5 separate regions of the Mus musculus genome follow, and all the other regions are linked to region 1. Evidence: chromatin contacts called from public Hi-C and promoter capture Hi-C data. All regions are on one chromosome and are shown on one strand. Each heading gives the region's core, a stretch centred on a gene start, on an enhancer-like site or on the middle of the called end of the contact. The rest is flanking DNA. Distances are from core to core; before and after follow the strand shown.

Region 1 (2,717 bases), core at 161-2,660:
GATCCCTTGGAATTGGAGGTTGTAAGCTTGCCATATGGGTGTAGTCTGTGATCTTAATTATTGGGCTACATTTCTATACTCTCCTTTATTTTATTATTTTTAACTGATACATAGAGTTGTGCATAATTCTGTGGAATCATGTGTTCTTTTGAAACATATACATTAGCTAATGCTTTAATAATGTTTAATGTATCCCTTCCTTGTTATTAAGCATATTACCTAGAAGTTGAGGAGATCATTCCTTGCTGAGGGAAAAGCTAGAGTGTGGAGGTCACAGAGATTGAGAAGAAAACAGTGTATGGAGAACGATAAGTAGATGACATCCCAGATAGTAGATGGTTTAAAGGATTGTCACAGTACCACATCTTGCATTCAAATTTATTTTGAAACTCTTGGAAATAACTATAGGAATAATTCCTCAGATTAAAAAAAGTACTTTACTTACTCCAGTGTACCCCTCTGCCTATTTTTTTGCTTTACTATTTTCAGACAAACATACTTTTTAAATAAGGTAGAATGGGAGCTGACAGACCTTGAAAATGCTCATAAGAGTTATATTAACTGCTTGGCATAGACAGTCTTAAGCTCCCTTATCAAATATACCCATTTCTATATTAAGTCTATTTTATTTTAATCATTTCTCTGCAACGTCGTAGGAGAAACTTGTTTGGGTTTTTCTTAATTTGGCAGAAAGTCAGATTCTGAAACAAAAGATTTATTAACCGTCTACTATTCTTTAATACTCTTTACACTCCCAGTCCCCCACTCTCACCTCCATCTCTAAAGCAAAGTTAATGTTGCAACTTACATTGCTAGGAGGCTCTTTGGAATTCCATGAGGAATTTCATTCTGTGGAAACTAGGCAACGATTTTTTTCTTTTCTTTTTTTTTTCTTTCTTTTTTTCTTTTTTTTTTCTTTTCTTTTCTTTTTTGGTTTGGTTCTTTCACTGAGAAGGCACAAATACAATAATTGGACAGTACTGGTATAAAATGAAAAGAGAGGTCTCAGGCTCTAAAAATACAAACACACTCTAGGGTAACAGTTTTCCTGGCCTGAATGACTCCTTTGTTCAAAGTGAGCCCTTTTGAATTGATTACTGACTGAGCGTCTCTGACCAATTTTTGCTTGGTAATTGTCAAAGGGGTATACAGACTTGCCTCATTCATCCTTGCTTGAGGAGTCGAATACTTACATTTCTTTTCCATATCAAACCTCTAGGATAAATAAGGTGTTTCACTGAAGTCTGTGAAATAAATAGAACTTTTAACATTCGCAATAACATTTTAAAAACTACTCTGTTGTCGCCTACCTGCACCCGCGTCTCTAGAACTACAACACCCAGAATGCACTGTTTTTCCTTCCGCTTTCTACCTAGGGAGTGCCTTAGAAATTCACATCTACAAACTACAGTCACATGACACGTTTCCTGTCAAGATGGCGGATAATCTCCCTTCGGACTTTGATGTGATCGTAATAGGGACGGGTATGTGTGGCCCTGATTTTTCCTGGACAAAATATAGGAGATCATTCTCGCTTTTTATTTTCTCTGTCAGTGGTGAGGGTTGGCGAGAAACGGCGGGGGTCGAGCCTGGGAGGGAGGACAGAAAGGAAGTGAGGTAGTGTGGAGTCAGCGCAGGACTTGGCAGCTCCAGGGAGGGGCTTGGACCCGCGGTGTTTTGCGCCTTTTGAGTAGGGGTCGATCTGGTCGATGCCGATTGCTGAGGTTGGTTGGTGCGGTGATTCCTGTTAATTTCCTTAGAGGAGGGTGGGTTTGCAGTGTCATGAGAATGGAGGGTCGGGATTTGATCAATGGAGACGCCATCGGCACAAATAATTACCACCTTCCCTCCTTGTTGATTTCAAGGTTATATTCCCTATCGTTTCGTGTCGCCATTTCTTAGGACACCCCCGCCCCCATATACTTACATGATTCTAGGGTACTTTGCAGCTCAAATGAAGCTTAATTTACAGTTTTATAAGAATGATGCTCAGTCGTTATCCGTGTGTATTTTTATTAAAGGAAAGGAAACGTATTCTTTTCTGTCGTCTTGGGTAGCTTAATTTTTTTTCTTGAGGTAGCCCCTATTCCTGCATTACGAAGTTTAAAGCATCCTAGTTTATGATGCAGACAGGAAGCATCTTGTTTCCTGTCACCCATCCATACACCACAACTAGATGTTCTGAGAGTAAGCTCCAGTTTTTCACATTCCGTGTCTGACCTCAGCTTCTCCTTGCTTTTCCATCATTAGCTCTCCATGTTTTGGGTGGAGCCAGAAATCCTTTTCAGCTTCTAGTTGACTAGTTATCCTAATAACACTTGGCAACAATTAGCAATTCTTTCTTAACTATAAGGGATGTAGTTTGCATAGGATAAAAGAGAGAGTTTGGGGAGGGCGGGGAGTCTACTGTCTTAGAATGTGGTAGGCCACAGAAGCTTTGGTGAATGGGGTCCTGTCCATTGTGTTAATGAACTCTGTTTGCTTTCTTACCAAACAGTAAGAACAGCCACATTTTCAGGTTTAGAGTAAAAATAATAGCAACCCATTTTGGAATGCTTTCCATTCCCTACTCAATGGACTAAGCACATAATATAATACGGACAAAAACCTTGCTAAAATTGGTAATCTTTTCAGTACAGAGAAGAGAAGCAGCCTGGAAGTCTCAACTTGCTAAAATCACACAGCTAGTAAATGTCCAAAGGCCAGTACAATCCAAG
Region 2 (2,717 bases), core at 148-2,647, 870 kb after region 1:
CAGTTGTCAAGGACACACACTTAGAAGAGCCATTCTGTGTTTACCAAAAGAAGCAAGCATCTCCTACCAATGGCCTACACACCACACCCTACCCAATACAAAATTGTAAACTATTTAAACATTGTAAAAATATTATTTGGGGCTTTTTTTTTTTTTTTTTTTTTGGTAACTTGATTGTGATTCTCCAGGATAAACTTTGTAGAGGTCAGGTGGGGTTGCATTATCAAAAGGTTGGTCAGACGTGCATGCTAGAAATTAAATAAGAATGGGCAAGGGCACTTTAGGAATTGCAGAAAGAGCAGGTAAATGGGGCATGAAGAGATAAAGTAGGAAGTTAAGTACACAGGAGAGGGTTCTTGGGTGACAGGAGAGGAAGCTGGAGTGCAGAGGCTAGGTGAAGTGTTGTTATCTAGAAGGGTAACCTGACCCCTGAGAGCTGATAATGGAGTGCCTATAAAGGCTTTAAAGTAGCAGGGCAGAGTCTCATTTTGATATAAGTACTATGGCAGCACAGGAGAAAATGGATTCCATCAGAGCAATGGAGTGGGTAGAGTCCAGTTAAGAGAATGGTCCGTAGTTTGAAAGAAAGTATGAGGTCCCAAACTAGAGAAATGCAGTGAAGAATGGGAAATATTAAAAGTCAATGTCCTCTGATTGAATTAATAACAATCTTATAGCCTTCAAGCCTAACAGAGTCATTACATACCTTTAAAAAAAAATACATGCGTTAAGTATTTGTAAACTGATGTTGAAACCCGAGTCGGCTGACTTGTTTCCTTTACCCCCGATTTCTACACAAAAGCACCTTTTCTCATAAAACTCCAAAGAAACTGGTTATTCGACGGGGAATAACACTATGTATAATCCCACTCACAACACAGATTCTGAGAAATCTCTACTTTTGTCTGTTTTGCCCACAGCTAATTTTTGAAGGAAGTCTTATGTCCCGGTCTGGGAGCCCCGCCCTGCACACCAAGACAGCGCCAAACTTTTGTTTTGTTTTGTTTCCTTTTGTTTTGTTTTCCTTCTCCAGAGAGGCGAGTGGCCAGGCCTTCCTCATCACTCACTCAGCGGGTTGCGGGACTAAAGCCCCGCGGTGTAAACAGTTACCCGCAGGGATTAAGGAGAAGGCGAGGGAGGTTTGTTGAGACTGCAAAGATTAAAGACTCCGATCCTCATAGTCTCATCTCCAGGTCGCCACTTGCTGAGGGGCTCCCTCCATGAGTTACGATAGACGGTCCCTTCTATAATTATTGTAATGCTTGGGCTCAGAGCGAGCGGGGAGTGGAAAACTAAGTTTCTTTTCACTTACCCTAAAGGCCGCCATACCTATGACCCTCTCGGCTCAAGTTTTCAGACGGAGAGCGCAGAGGGACAAAGCAGTTCACTTTGCCTTGCGTCACCATAGCCCCGCCCCTTTACGCTAGGAGCCCGCTGGCCCTGCCCTTTCCCCGCCCTCCTGCCATTGCTTTTGTAGGCGCCAAAGTCAATTGGTTAGCACTTCTTCAGAGCAAAGGGCCTATCTTTGCGGTTGACATTCCAGTCCTCATACATCTAACCTCTAAGAATAGTCTCCACACTCCAATTAGAAATTGTTTTCTTGGGTGAATGACTGGGTGTTTACGGGATTTGTCTAGATAAGAACTTAAAACTCAACTGCCTTAATAAACAACCATATAGTCTGTCACAAGAGCAGGTCACCACTGCAATCCTTGAGGCAATTCAATTACATTCATTCTAGAACTGTCACTAAACACCAATTCTGTCAGGAAGTTGCTCACAGTACACTACAAAACCTACATACAGCACCAAGAGAAAATGACAAAAAAATTTTAGAAAGGCCTCAACACTATTCAAGAAAACAGAACCTTGACAAGACGGTTCAGCTTGTAAGAAGTACTTACTGGCTGACAAGCCGGATGGCCTAAATTTCACACACACACACACACACACACACACACACACACACACACAGAGAGAGAGAGAGAGAGAGAGAGAGAGAGAGAGAGAGTAAATAAAATGTATTAAAAGTGTAAAAGTAGAAGCTATCTGTTGAGAAGGAATGGAGTTTTCTAGTTCATACAGATAGAAGGCGCTGATAGGGTGATTTGAAGAAAGTCATGAGGAATATAGGCAAGTGGTCTATGCAAAAGTAATATCAGGAACAGAGAGTGGTAGGTCCCAACAATGAAAAAACAAACATACCACAACAGGGGCTCTCTGTGTCACTATAACTAGTGTGGATTGTTTGCTTTTGTTTTGTTTTATCCTTTTTTTTTTTAGTTGCCTGTTTGTATTCCAAAGATGAAGGCATGGAGTCGGGGTCAGAGGTGGCAGAATCTGGGAGGACATGAGGGAGGGAAAACTGTGATCAGAATATATTATATGGAAATTCCTAATTAAAAAAGAATAAAAAGAAATGTAATTGGAAGGCTTTTAGCATTGGTGTGACTTGATCTAAAATACATTATAAAATGATGATTATGATGTTCCCAGGAGACTAGATTGTGAGGAGGTATATTATTCTCTGTAAGGGTACAGGCTCCCTGAGGCCTCTGTGAATAATTCGGAGACAAAGAGTGTCCATTTATGTTCCCATTAACTTCACAGTATTAGGTAACTGCATTCACTTATTCATTTAATAAATATTTAAGTGTAAACTATATACTAAGCATTAGTGGTATACTAAACATATTTGATACTTAAGGCAGGTTCAT
Region 3 (2,717 bases), core at 108-2,607, 680 kb before region 1:
GGCCAGCAAGGTTCTGTACCATGTCGTCTCTATCTATATTATGACTTCCAATTTATTGTTCTTATAGGTTTCCCAAGAATGGGGTGTCTGGTTCTTGGGCTTTTTCTTTTGTTTGTTTGCTTCTTTTATCCAATTCTGATGAGTTAGTTTTTATTTTGTCATATTTTATTTTACCACATTTTATTTCATTATTATCCATTAGACTCCTGTTGTTTTCTAATGAGAAACAGGACTGCATCTGGATGGGAGGTGAGGTGAGAGGAAATTGGGAGGGGTATAAAGGGAGAGGAAACAGTGTCAGGAGAAAGGTCTATTTTCAATAAAAAGAAATAAAAACAAACAAAACCCGCAAAGCACTCTCAAAGTATAAACCTTAAATAATGTTTGAACAAATATCTGTTACGATCCGTCCAGATGTCTTAAATTTGACCTTAACTTACTTATGTACATTTGTCCACCTGGCATCCAAAGGCCTCTTAGTAACTCATGTATATTCTCCAAATAAGTCAATATATGTATGTCTACTCAGTTATATCAGAACTGTGTCAGTAACATCACAGATTTAGTTTTCCATTGTACATACAGTGTAATATATCAGATCTCAATTTCTATGTTTTGCATAATCTATGTAACTTCCTGCTCTGAATGACAGATCACAATGACATCTGTGTTCCCCTGGTATTAATTTCAATCCAGAACCATCATTGGGTCATTACTGAAAATTCTAATGATCTTCTTTCCCTCAATCTATAATCATACACACGAAAAGCCATGTGTAATCCTTTAGGCAGTCTGGGAAAAGGTTAACTGTTGGCATTGTAGCAGTGTCTATCTGCTAGTGGCCTCATCGTTTTCATCCAAGAGATTCTGAATGTCTAAAGTGGCCTAAGTCTATGAACTTGAAAAACTGTGGCATTTTATTTCTACCCAAATCATAACCTTTACTCATTTGATTTTGACACTCATAAGTGTCAAGTAAGAAATTAACTGTCACATCTGTTTCAGTCTTAAGGATGTCACATTCAACTAGTCATCACTATCCTTCTCTCCTTTTATTCTCTGCTGATGGCCATTTGGAGTATACTGTCCACTACACTGTGTTACTTCCACATTTATCATCACTGGACTCCTACCTCCTTAATATGTAATTATTCATTTTATTTATGCTTTCTAATTCAGTAGTAATATGGCCCACTTTAATGTGTAACTTACACAGCAACCATAGAGAATCAATTTCTGAAACCCCAGTCCAAGATCAAAGAAGTTATTTTTAAGATCAACTTCCTTGCAGCTGCAGCAGCACTTGCTTACAGCCCCAGCTACTCAGGAAGTTACACAGTGCAAGTGCTTGTGGTTTCACTTCCTCTAGAGCCACTCTCAGTACCAAACTTTGTATTTGTATTAGTCACGATTTTCCAAACACAGAGAATAGGAAATTAATATATTCGTGAGTATGTATGTGGAACTACACAAGACCTATATCTGAGCATGTTGTACAGCTAACAGTTCCAGAAAGGATTTACTCTGAGGTTTTCATTCCAAAAGATATTAAGACACAGCTTATTCTACAGAAGACCTTAATGATTTCTCTTAAAGCCACTGTATAAATGAATGAGTTCCACACACAATATGAAGAATGATCTACTACACCTAAAGTCTACCAAGTTAAATGCTTAGTTGCATGTAAAAAAAAATGGTATCTTCATAATAATAACTAAGCAAGAGATTAAAAAACATGAATAATATTAGTAGTTGTAGTCACACATAAAATTATCACAGATACTGAAAAAGAAATGTATAACATAGAATAAAAATTTTAAGTGAAGAGACATCAACAACTATAAATTCCTTTAAATCCAAATTTTTCTTTACTCACTTTTTTTTTTAATAATTTCATGGTCCTCTTTAATCATTACAATAAAGGATTAGTCTCCTGTTTCATATGCATATCTTTAGTGTCTGAGAAGCAACCATGTGACAATTATATGTGGAGATCAGAGGTAAGTCCAACAACTTAAAAGGTTTCAGAATTCAGTTTTTAAACCTAGATCAGTGTGATAATTGTCAGCGGAGATAATGATGGTCCTTGAACAACCTTAGCAATTATAAAGTTTTTCTTCCAACTTTTTTCACACATAAGTGAGCACATGCACAAACACATACTCACACATAGCACTAGATAGAAAACTACATATTATGAAACTGGTTAGTGTTGTAAAGATCATTGTATTTTATTTTAGACACATACCAGACTCTTTGTGTGTATAATAAAAATAAAGCTTGTAACTAGAATGTGTAGTTTGTGTGTATGTGTGTGTGTGTGTGTGTGTGTGTGTGTGTTTAGGCAAATGTTTGACACTGATATCTTTATCAGTTGCTCATTATGTTAATTTTTGAGTCAGGGTCTCTCAACAGATCTCACCAATTCAATTAAATGTGATAGGCCGTGAGCTCTTAGAATCTGTTTGTCTCTGTACTCCACATCCCCAGAGCTGAGTGACAATCTTTTCATATGGATGCTAGGGACTCAAGCTCAGATTATCATGCATTGCCAACTCAACCATTTCCACAGCCCGGCAAAATTTCTCAATAATGAAGTATGCCTTTTAAAAACTGTTAACATAAATCAAAATACACACAATAAGTTAAAAAGGAAGAGAGCAAACAAAACAAGTCATTTGTGTTGTGTGTCTTTTTCTGCACAAATATGAACAAAT
Region 4 (2,717 bases), core at 102-2,601, 610 kb before region 1:
TGAGATCACCTCTCTAGAGCCCCCAAGATAGCACTGTCTGTCTGTCTCTCTGCCTCTGTCCATCTCTGGAACTGTCCCACCCTCCACCACTCCCTTTTTGTAGTATTGAAACAGAGAAACTCAGATATCTAAGTTTCAATATGTAAGGTTTTATTTAGGAAGTTTTATTTTTTATTTTATTTAATGTGTTTGTGAACCACTTGTATGGTCGATACCCATGGTGACCAGAAGAGGGCATTGGATATTCCAGAATTGACATTACAGATGGTTTTGACCTGGCATGTGAGAAGAGCAGCCAGTGCTCTCAACTAGTTAACTCCAAGGCAATGTTGAGAAAAATGATTGACAAATAGGATTGACTTCTCAAGATAACTTTATAAAACAGTTAATATTTACAAAACAAGTAGAGTGATACTTGTTCTGTGTAAGATCTTACTGCATTATAATTGCTACAAATAATTTTGAAACTATTTTGGATGGAATACTATATAAATGATAAAATCTAAACATTTCACAAGTAGCAAAGCAACTTAATGTAGACTTAATTTCTACTTTTCTGTTGTGATCTATAGCAACATAAATAGTATGTAACATTGTTTTTCATTTATTAATATCACATAGTATAACTCAGATTTTCCTTTTAGAACCAAAAGATACTTATTTTTCAATGATTAATGCAAGTCTTTAAGGCATTTGAAGACTAACCAATCCATTTCAGATACACCAAAACATTCCTTGCCCATATCTCTCATTACCATATACTTTTTTTACTACTTTGTGATTCTCTTTTCTTGAGACTTTATTGTTCATAAATGAATTATATGTTTCCCAAAAGAAGAGCCAATTTACATTTTAATAGTATCTAGAAAATTGCTTTGCAACACAGTAGACTCACTATGATCATTCATTCATTTTATTTTACTTCATTAACTTTTAATAATAAAAATAATATGAATTTTATAAAAGACTCTTATAAAAAGAATAAGGCAACTGTCTCATGAGTTTACATTTATCATAGACAAACATGCTCACAATTATATGTGTGCTTATCAATATAAAAATACACACACTTCAATGTAGCTGCTTCTCTCAATGTACTTGTATGAAATAAAATGCCTCCCACCTAACATTTATGCTCAAAATATATTTTGTAGCTTGTTAGCAGGAAAGCACCCTTTAACAGATTCAAGCCACTGTGTTCAGAAATTCCATTGATTGCCTTTATTACTGGAATAACAATCCCCCCAAATATAATAACAAGTAATATGATCATTGCCCTTGGCAGCACCATTAAACTGGGCACTGAGCTACTTCAAATAGCTGTGAATGTTAAACATTAGTTCAGCCTTAAGCAGGCTGAATTTAACAGCCAAATGTGCACTGCAGTCTATCTGAGCATTAAAAGCACCTTTCAAAGTTAATTTTACAGAAATGTTAATGACCAGAACAAACTATTGAAGGCAAAAAGAAAAGTAATTATTTCAACAGATGAAAGGAAACAATAAATGCAGCTCACGTTTTTAAAAGGGGACTATAACGTATCTCCTTTGAAGGAAATATTCTGAGCTTACAACACCATGAAGACATTTAAGCTGTTGTTTATATAGGAATTATATTCATTCTCAAACGCAGACTCTTAGGGAGGAAATTAACAGCTTTATGAACTTGAGTTTTAAGTAAGGCTTCATAGTACTACTTGCTTTAAAAACGGAATTTATTTAGTTTCCAAGTGCCTAGTCTAGTTAGCCACTTTCTATAGTGATGAAAAATGGGAACAAAGAATAGAGATAAGTGTGTTTGAGAAGAAAGGAAAAAGCCATTCTGCTCTAAAGTGTGTTGACATGTGATGACCTGCTCATAAAGGTGCTATTTGTGAATTGTAGGTACAATTATTTTTGTTATTGATTTCCAACATGAACCAACTGACACCTCAGAGACTGCACTAAAGTACAAATTAGATAAATAATGCAAATATTGAAAATTAGAGTTTTAGATTTACTCTTATTACTGTTCTTTTGATATTACAAAATCAAGTTGCAAGTTAAATAATAAAGGTGTGAAATAAATAATGAACATCTGAACCAGGAAGGTGACATGCTTCTAGTCAGCCTGGGCTGTGAAAGCTGGTATCAAAAACAGTCCTTCACTCACCAAACAAACAAACAAACAAAACATAATGAAATCATGTTATTGAATATACTTGAAAATGTAAATAATTTTATGCTAATGAAATGTTTCAAATCAGTTTGGAAGTCACCCAAGTCTAAAGAAGATGCACTACATACAAATGAAAAAAGTCAGCATTTCATCCTATTAAAAGCTTTTCCCTCCATTTTCCAAATTTAATTTTAAAATTCTATAAAGAATGAAAAACAATGGAAAATTCACTAACAACTAGAAGTTTCTGTCTCCAGGGGATTTGTAGCACTAAATAAATTTAAATTTTTCTTTAAAACACCATGAGAATCTTTTTCAGATTCTGCTAAGTTGTCACTTAAAGACCTTATTTTTGAAGTGTTAAATTGATTACAGTATTTTAAGAAACAAAAAAATGAAATGAACTAATCCCAGTGGCAGCAGTTATCTGGGTTTAAAAGAATCATTATCATAATTATGAATAATTGAATAATAGGTTTCTGGAGAAAAGTTTAGCTTTCTGAGATTTCAATTTAATGGGAAGAATATTGGCATCATTACCAGATGTGTAGAAAAAGAGC
Region 5 (2,717 bases), core at 120-2,619, 580 kb after region 1:
CCAAGCAAGTACACTTCAAGTAAACACCCTTCTATCAATGCACGGGAAGCAGAAAACACAAAAATCAAATTCTACTCTCCCATGTCTCTTCGAAACAGCTCGCTGGGGAGCTAGCTTCTCCGTGCTGTCAACGGGGCGAGGGATAGAAGAGAAATGATGCTAAGGCTGCTGGGCAAGAGAATGGGAAAGTAGTATTTGCGGAGATAGACAAAGGAGCCCTGGCAAGTAGCAATATTGCAGCTTTGGACGCTGCACTCTTCCCGCAGAAGTCTCCCTTTCCCAAGACCGTGCCAAGTTTCAATCATTTCCAGCAGAACGCACACACGTGCCCTCTCCGCTGTCGCCCAGCAGACTGATGTTCCAGCGAACAAGAACAAGAGAGCCGGCGAGCCGGCGAGCGTTCTCAGCGGAGCGCCGAGACCCAGCCTAGGAGGCGTCCCCCGCGGCGCCCACCCCGCTCACCCGCGGCGCAGCGGTCACCGGCGCTGCCCCCGCCCCACGGCGCCCGGCCGACCGGCTCACCGCCCCTCGCTCCGGCGGCCCCGCCGTACGTGGGAGCCGGCCACCAGGCAAAATGGTGGTGATGGGGCTGAGGCGACGGTGGCCGCACACGGCACCCCCCAACACACACACAGCCCGGCTCTGACGGCACCGGAGCCCCGCTCCCGTCCTCTGCCCGGCCCCGGGGCCACTTGAGCGGCAGAGCCTGCTAGCCCTCGGGCGTGCCGCCGAAGGCTCCGTCAACCGCCGCCCCGCCGCGCGCGAGCGGCTGCAACGACGTGGGGCGCGGGCGAGAGGAACATGGAGGGGGTGGGGGCTGGGGGGTCGCCGAGAGAAAATGCCAAGGGGACGCCGCACTCTCCACCGTTTTGTTTTCCGCCATTTTCCTGTCACCCTAAACCACCGACGGCCACAACGACGGCTCTGGCTTCCCCGGGGGGGCTCCGAGCGAAGGGAGCAGAGGGCTGACTGAGGAGGGGGACCCTCACTTGCCAACCTTTCCCTGGCCTCCGCCGGCGGAGGAGGAGGAAGCCAGGGCTCCGGAGGCAGAGGTGAAGCTCGGGGACTAGACGCCACTTCCATTGTTCCCTTCGCCCTCCCCGAGACGCTGGGTGGGAGCCTCTCCCCTCCCAGAAACACGCTGAGCCTGGCAGAGCCGCGGCTTCCGAGTTGCTGCTCAGGAGTCCCCTTACCTGTCACCGCCTCCGCGGGGCTGCAACCGCCACCGCCTTCCCCGCCGCCAGGCAGTCGGAGGCCGCGCTCTCAACTGCCGCGGGGGGCGGCAGCCGTGGACCTGGAAGGTCCTGGCGTTCGTTCGGGATTCCGAGGTTCCGCAGCCCGAGCCAATCACGAGCTACTCTGCGTCTGCGAGGCGCGCCGCCTCGTCCCGCTTTATAGCGCTCCTACATGCTGAGGTTGCATTACGTCACGCTACCCTTGCTGCAGGGTAGGGGGCCAAAGGGGGAGCGCGCGCACGCGCGCGCCACGCCGACCGTGGAGCCCGCGCTGGGTTCGTGCTAGGAGACCCCGCGGACTCGCAGCCAAGGCTGCGCCGCCGGTGGAGTCCGAGTGCGCAAGCTCCGATCTTGGGACGTCCCTGAGGAGTTTCCGTGGGAAGATTTTGGTTTCCAGGTTTCCCAATTGGGATAAGGAGAAAGAGGGCAAAGCGCAATGACCACTCGCTGAACCTCTAATAGATATTAGATGTCATTTAAAACTCTCTCTCTCTTTCTCTCTCTCTCTCTCTCTCTCTCTCTCTCTCTCTCTCTCTCTCTCATACATATTACTTGGCATTTAAAACTCGCTCTGTGTGGGTCTCTGTGCACATCCCACCCTGGAGACCACGGAGGAATTTTCAGTCCACCGATATGATTTGCAGGTTCCCTCCATTCACCCCTTCATTACTTTTATAATGGAGATAATTTGACGAAGAAAGTTTTAAAACGCAGAATAAAAAGGTAGACAGGGGAACTAAATGAAATGAACACTAAATAATTCCAGAATATGACACTTTTAGCTTCTGTCTGCATAAAGTAAAAAGGTGAAAAATTTGGCGATATGCAAGAAAAAATGATGAACTGTGACAGAAAAGGAGGTATGAGCTAGGTTGTAATTTTAACTTGTCTTGTGTTCTGAGAATTAAGCCTTATTATATGATCACTCTATAGCACTATTTAAACAGGGATGAAGGAGGGGTAACTCATAATTGTTGAGTAAATAAATTTTAAAGATGGTTTTGTTCTAGATAATTGTGATCATTTCTCCGTTACCTAGAACTATATACCTCTAGAGAGTTTTTAGATATCTAGGAAGATATGACACTTTTAAGTAGTATCTGACCAGGGGGCTGGAGGAAGGGGAGGAGGAGGAAGAGGAGAGGAGGAGGAGGAAGAAGAGGAAGAAGCGGAAGAAGAAAATGGTATTTGTCCATGTCTAGATTTGACTTATGAACAATGATTTGCTCATCCGTTTAGCTGTCTTTACACTTCTTACACTTCTGTTTTCTTTCCTAGATGAAGAAAGGTTTTTTTTTATGAGTGTATACAATGGCTTATTTCTGTATTTAATACTTTGCCAAATACTGCTTAATGGTCTTTTCCTGTGACAATTCCAACTGAGTACTTAGAAGAAACTTGGAGAGAAAGTGTAGTTGTGTGTGTGTGTGTGTGTGTGTGTGTGAGAGAGAGAGAGAGAGAGAGAGAGGGAGACAGAGACAG

The links. Promoter capture Hi-C pulls out the DNA fragments that hold promoters and counts their contacts. Hi-C and Micro-C count contacts between places; a contact is called where the count stands out from the background.
Region 2: a contact with region 1 is called in a Hi-C map of rod photoreceptor, with 5 times the contacts expected there. The contact joins the promoter of Apool here to the promoter of Chm in region 1. A contact is called at or near these places in 2 of 484 Hi-C or Micro-C datasets (CD4 T cells and rod photoreceptor) and 1 of 115 datasets of contacts at active chromatin or transcription factors (bone marrow-derived dendritic cells).
Region 3: a Hi-C map of pre-B cells shows a contact between it and region 1, with 2.8 times the contacts expected there. The contact joins the enhancer-like site here to the promoter of Chm in region 1. A contact is called at or near these places in 2 of 39 promoter capture datasets (the C10 cell line and pre-B cells), 1 of 484 Hi-C or Micro-C datasets (pre-B cells), 1 of 115 datasets of contacts at active chromatin or transcription factors (CD8 T cells) and 1 of 9 other capture datasets (macrophages).
Region 4: a promoter capture Hi-C map of second pharyngeal arch cranial neural crest shows a contact between it and region 1. The contact joins the enhancer-like site here to the promoter of Chm in region 1. A contact is called at or near these places in 5 of 39 promoter capture datasets (the C10 cell line, cranial neural crest, hippocampal neurons and 2 more) and 3 of 115 datasets of contacts at active chromatin or transcription factors (large pre-B cells, pro-B cells and stem cell-derived neural progenitor cells).
Region 5: a promoter capture Hi-C map of hippocampal neurons shows a contact between it and region 1, with 3 times the contacts expected there. The contact joins the promoter of Zfp711 here to the promoter of Chm in region 1. A contact is called at or near these places in 3 of 39 promoter capture datasets (the HPC-7 cell line, cranial neural crest and hippocampal neurons).

What each region holds. Positions count from the first base shown.
Region 1 is chrX:113,184,208-113,186,924 of GRCm38.p6, reverse strand. Chm (choroidermia (RAB escort protein 1)) reads left to right here and starts at 1,410. Exons shown (of 15, transcript NM_018818.2): 1 at 1,410-1,484. The coding sequence starts at 1,436.
Region 2 is chrX:112,310,032-112,312,748 of GRCm38.p6, reverse strand. It overlaps Apool (apolipoprotein O-like), which reads right to left and starts at 1,397. Exons shown (of 9, transcript NM_026565.3): 1 at 1,313-1,397. The coding sequence starts at 1,327.
Region 3 is chrX:113,866,656-113,869,372 of GRCm38.p6, reverse strand. No RefSeq gene overlaps it. Among named protein-coding and RNA genes, the nearest start is that of Gm24831, 540 kb to the right of the region's middle. Within about 2 kb of position 1,357, at least 93 of the 459 cell types and tissues checked have an H3K27ac peak or open chromatin away from gene starts, as enhancers often do. A contact at or near this core is called in CD8 T cells and pre-B cells, where this site is marked.
Region 4 is chrX:113,789,990-113,792,706 of GRCm38.p6, reverse strand. All of the region lies in intron 8 of Dach2 (dachshund family transcription factor 2), which reads right to left. Among named protein-coding and RNA genes, the nearest start is that of Gm24831, 460 kb to the right of the region's middle. Within about 2 kb of position 1,351, at least 1 of the 459 cell types and tissues checked has an H3K27ac peak or open chromatin away from gene starts, as enhancers often do. A contact at or near this core is called in second pharyngeal arch cranial neural crest, where this site is marked.
Region 5 is chrX:112,599,382-112,602,098 of GRCm38.p6, reverse strand. It overlaps Zfp711 (zinc finger protein 711), which reads right to left and starts at 1,369. Exons shown (of 9, transcript NM_001381899.1): 1 at 1,194-1,369.